2 separate regions of the Rattus norvegicus genome follow, and region 1 is linked to region 2. A link is a contact called in public Hi-C data. All regions are on one chromosome and are shown on one strand. Each heading gives the region's core, a stretch centred on a gene start, on an enhancer-like site or on the middle of the called end of the contact. The rest is flanking DNA. Distances are from core to core; before and after follow the strand shown. Region 1 has its middle 98 kb from the start of Cdk1. Region 2 has its middle 47 kb from the start of Ank3.

What was found. Hi-C and Micro-C count contacts between places; a contact is called where the count stands out from the background.
Region 1: a Hi-C map of the A7r5 cell line shows a contact between it and region 2, with 9 times the contacts expected there. The contact joins two enhancer-like sites. A contact is called at or near these places in 12 of 12 Hi-C or Micro-C datasets (the A7r5 cell line, the Rat2 cell line, Schwann cells and 7 more) and 1 of 1 datasets of contacts at active chromatin or transcription factors (oligodendrocytes).

The regions. Positions count from the first base shown.
Region 1 is chr20:19,165,686-19,168,392 of GRCr8, forward strand. It overlaps a transcript of Ank3 not described here. Among named protein-coding and RNA genes, the nearest start is that of Cdk1, 98 kb to the right of the region's middle. Within about 2 kb of position 1,411, at least 3 of the 93 cell types and tissues checked have an H3K27ac peak or open chromatin away from gene starts, as enhancers often do. A contact at or near this core is called in the A7r5 cell line, where this site is marked.
Region 2 is chr20:18,974,677-18,977,389 of GRCr8, forward strand. It overlaps a transcript of Ank3 not described here. Among named protein-coding and RNA genes, the nearest start is that of Ank3, 47 kb to the left of the region's middle. Within about 2 kb of position 1,450, at least 6 of the 93 cell types and tissues checked have an H3K27ac peak or open chromatin away from gene starts, as enhancers often do. A contact at or near this core is called in the A7r5 cell line, where this site is marked.

The DNA of each region.
Region 1 (2,707 bases), core at 161-2,660, 190 kb after region 2:
TATCATACACAAGAATACATATTTCTACATACATATCTAACTACACACATACATACAGACATCATACACACACTATACATACATATCTCTATACATATACATACCATATACACATCATACACACGTACCATACATCATACAGACATATAAGACATATATATATACATACACACACCCATACCATATATACACATCATACACACATATATACATGTCTATATACATGCATATACCATATACATACATACATCATACACAGAATACATATATCTACATACATATATAAACTTTATACATACAGATAGATATCGCACACATCTATGCATATGTATCTACATATATATATACATGCTATATACATATATACATCATACACATATATTTCTACATACATATATATATATACCATACACATATATACATCATAAACTCATATATATATTTCTATAGACATATACATACTGCATATATACACACATACATAAAATCTATGTTATAAATACATACACACACATACGTACACATACATGCACACAAACATGTACACAATGCACACACATGCATGAACACACATGCACACATGCATAGATGTACACATGCATAAACACACATACAAGCACACACATGCATGAGTATACGCATGTACACATACATGCATGCATGCACACACATACATGCACACACAGGCACACACATACATGTACACACAGGCACACACACACACGATGACCCTTTTCGCTCAGTCACTTCCTCTCATAGATTAGCTAAAGGAAGAGACCTCAGTGTGTCTCGAAGACAATCTAACGGCAAGCCATGTGGCAGGGTGGGGTTCCATACCTATTATTCAGACAGATCGCTTTTCAGTCAGTGAGAAAAGTTATCCATGGATGTTGATTTAGAAAAATGCACTTTCAGAGAGGCCTGGCCTAGACAGTTTTAGCTTGAAAAGTGGTTGGCCATTGCTGGTCTCCCGGCGTGCTCAAATTTAGACACAGAACTCAAGCATATTTTAGGAGTAATTGCCGTCTGCGGGATTGATTAGGGCTGCCATTTTAATTACTGGGAAAATGGTAAGTTTTTTTTTTAAAAAAAGAAAGAAAGAAAGAAAGAAAGAAAGAAAGAAAGGAAAATACAAGTGTCTTAATGCCTTTCACTGAATTTGAGAATACTTATAGAAACATGGGTTAGGGTGTATGCGTATATCTCATATAACCAAATGACATGATACACAAGAACTCGTCTCTATTAGTCACTTTTTTTTTTTTTTTTTTTTTTTTTGGAGCTGAGGACTGAACCCAGGGCCTTGCGCTTGCTAGGCAAACTCTCTACCACTGAGCTAAGTCCCCAACCCCATCTATTAGTCACTTTTATTGTTGCTGTAACAAAATACCTTACCAAAAAAAACAAAAGAAGGAAGAATTTGTTCTGAGTCACCAACAGAGGGCTCCAGGGTTGGCAGAAGGCAGGAGGAGCAGCTGAACGCATTGGATCTGAAGTCCGGAAGCAGAGAGAGCATCACTTTCATTGTTGCTGTAACAAAATACCTTACAAAAGCAACTTTAAAAAGGGAACGATTTGTTCCGAGTCACCGACGGAGGGCTCCAGTCCTTCCCTGTGGGGAAGGCATGAGAAGCAGCTTAACACACTGGATCTGGTCAGGAAGCAGAGAGAGCACCAACGGTGCTCAGTGGGACTAAGTCTAGGATGCCAGCCTGTGGGGCTGCCCACATTAAAGATGGCTCTTTCTTCCTCGGTTACACATCCTTATAAATATACCCAGTGGTCTATTTCCATGATGATTCTAAATCCAGTCAAGCCGACAGTGATCATGTCCCACCGCATTATCTGACTGGTATCCACAGTACTATCCAAAACAAAGCAATATTTAAAATTTGTACCCATTCTATTAAAAAAGATCTTAAAAAGGTTAAGCTATTACTTATAATACAGTTGGTGTTCTAAAAATATTCGCTTGCACGTGATTAATTTCAAACATATCTCTCAGAACAGTATTTTTCACCATTATTTACATTTAAAAAAATGAATTCCCAGTGACGTGCTAAGGTTCAGAACAAAGAGAACCTTATTGCCTTTGGCATGCCTGAGACACTTGTTTCCCACAATTCTCAGGGAGTGGATGCCAGCCCCGGCCATCCCACCCGACTGTTGCTGGGAACCAGAAGACAACAGAGAGGCAGCTAGTCGGTCTGCACTGTGTGGCATATCACGCTGCAGAAAACGGCAACGCGCAAAGCTGCATTCAGAGCTGAGGAAAAAGTTGTGCTGGAATAGACGTGAACTGCGGCAAGGATCTGTCACAGAAGGAAGACCCTAGGTCACCTGCGAGGACAGGGGAACGTCAGGCAGAGAGGAGAGCGTGTCCCTTGGTCTACAGGCTAGTTGACAAAAGCCTGTGTAGCAATGTGGAGGAAAAGCCTCCTGAGGCTGGCGACCACAAGGTGCGAGGAATGCCCAAACTAGGGACAGATCACACGGGACAGTGTTGAAGATCTGGGACTTACCGAGCCATGAAAATCCCTGAGCGTATCCTGAGCAGAGAACCGAGTTTGCTTTCATAAAGCTTTTTCTGGGAGTAAAGTACGGAGTGCTCCGGTCTGGGGCCTATGTCATTTGCCACAATGAACCCCCCCTCCCCCGTCACACCCCTCCGCCATGCATACTCCAAGATGGAGAGAGCCAAAGAGTC
Region 2 (2,713 bases), core at 200-2,699:
TGTATGAGAATAAGAGGCTGTGATGGTTTATATATATGCGTGGCCCACGGAGTGGCCCTCTTAGGTGTGGCCTTATTAGAGTGGGTGTGGCCTTGTTAGTGTGGGCATGGCCTTGTTGGAGTGGGTGTGGCCTTGTTGGAGTGGGTGTGGCCTTGTTGGAGTGGGAGTATCCATGTGTGCGTGGGCTTCAAACCCTCACCCTAACTGCCAGGAAGTCAGTCTTCCACTAGCTGCCTTTAGATGAAGAAGTAGAACTCTCAGCTTCTCCTGCACCATGTCTGCCTAGATGCTGCCGTGTTCCCACCCTGATGATAATGGACTGGACCTCTGAATCTGTAAGCCAGCTCCAATTAAATGTCCTTATAAGAGTTGGCTTGGTCATGGTGTCTGTTCACAATAGTAAAACCCTAACTAAGACAAGGATGAAAGTGAAGTTTTTGATCTTGCCAGACAGGTTGGACAGTGAGCTTCTGAGAACTGCCTGTGTGCGCATCTCCGGCTCTGGGGTTACAAGCTCCAAACAGTTTAAAATAGTGGTGAGTTCCCGGAGCTGGTAGAGCATGTGAAAGAACCAAAGGACCAGAGCCATAGATACTGATTCAGTCTGAATGCAGCAATGGGAGGGGTAGAGACAGAAGAAGGAAAGAGTTCAAAAGATCCGCCATTGATAGCGGTTGTGTCCCGTGAGGGTGGGTGTTGGGAAACTCTGCTTCCCTCTACTTCGTCACCAGACACATAATCCGTTGTGCGGCAGGCCCGCCATTTCTGCCGTCTCTACAGAGCCATCCCTCTGCCTTGTCCAGGCATTCTTTTCGGCATTACCATTTCAACCATCAACCAAAACGTCCCTCCACTTCCGGTACCAGACACGAGGAAGACTGTTGAAAGCTTGGGAGAGCCTGGAACACCTAGGATGGTTGTGCTTGAGTGCGTCTTGAGTTCTTTAACTGATGTGCAACGAATGGGTTCCACGGCATAAAACAGTACTCTGAATTCACACAGTACAAACGGCTCTCTAACAGATAAGAATTTCTGCAGTGTGGCCTGGATTCAGGTGTCTGTCTTTCCCTCCCCCTCTCTTCTCTCTTCTCTCTCTCTCTTCCTCTCCCTCTCCCCTCCCCCTTCCTCTCCTCCCACTCCTCCCCCTCTCTCTGTTCTCTCTCTTCCTCCCTCCTCCCCCCTCTATGTTTCTCTCTCTTCTTCCCTCCTCCCCCCTCAATGTTTCTCTCTCTTCTTCCCTCCTTCCCCCTCTATGTTTCTCCCTCTCCCTCTCCCTCTCTTTCTCCCTCTCTCTCTGTCTCTCTCCTTCTCTGGGCAAAACTCCTATTAAAGTATGTTCAGTGTTTAACAGAGAGAAAGTAGGGGGAGCTACAGCGCGTAAGTGAAAGTACCGGTTTGTTAAGCGAGGCAAGAAATCTTCATTCCTGTTCAGTCCAGTTTCCCCGCTTGTTGTAACACTGCCCCCTAGCGTTTGAAAAAGTACATGACTGAACCAACGACTTGCTAGCTCTGAACTGTATTGGGCAAACTTAAAGGTCTAAGCAGGCATGGTGATACGCCCACTTTTGCTTTCTCTGTCATGAGATTTACTCTCTTTTCTTGTCTTTTGTGGCCACTGGTTCATTCTCATTCAGAAAAAAAATCTGCAGAGACGTGTCTAAAAATGTATTAATTAGAAAGTTTCCACTTGCAATGACTTTCTAGGCCTGAGTGCCCCGTTTTAAGCAAGAAACACTTCAATAGAAAAGTGTCCCATATAGTCACTGCTGACATTGTATTAAATACTACGTTAGGAAAAACAATGGATCTAAAACAACTTCAGGGGAGGAAAACAACAACTGCGGGAGGGGCTGGGAAGATGGTTCCATCAACAAAGTGCTCCTTATAAAAGCTTGGGTCCCGAGTAATGGAGGCTACCACATGACTTAAGAAGCACCTAGCCAGCCCCAGAGAAGCAGAAAGGGTACAACCCTGGAGCCAGCCGTCCACAAGCCCTAGGTCAGTGAGAAACCACAGCCCAGAAATCAAGATGGAAGGCTCCCAAAGAATACAGCGCTAAAGGCTGGTACACACACGTACACACACACACACACAGAGAGAGAGAGAGAGAGAGAGAGAGAGAGAGAGAGAGAGAGAGAGAGAGAGAGAGAGAGAGAGATTTGGATGTGTATGGTCCCTATGAGGAGGCTTGGACCTTGGGGTAGCCGTATCTGGAGCTTCTTCAAACCTTTAGGACACAGAGCACATTGGGGGTTGAGGGTGGGTATCTCAGGTACCCGGGAATGTGCCCAGGCAATGGACTGCGGGAACCCAGTCTCCTTAGGCTGCCTCTTAGGATGAGGGGACCAGTTCCTGTCTGCAATGCACCCCAATAGGAGGTGCCACGCCCAAACAGGCTTCAGACGCCAGAGGAACAGTGACTGCAGACTGGGCTCTGCAGAGCTGTGAAGCTGTAGTCACCTGCTCCCACCAGTTGAGTGTCTCAGGTTTACCACAGTGGACGCACTGGCGCTTTCTCTGTTGGACCAGGGGTTCTTTATCCTACATTGAGGAGACAGTATTCACATCTATTTGTTGTGTTCCAAGAGCATGGAGACTACCCCGTGTCAAAGGATCATAACAAAAATGTGCACTCTTGTTACACAAAATGTTTAAAAATCCTGATGCCTTAAAATCAACCACAAGCTTGTACGTCACATTTCCAACGACAGAC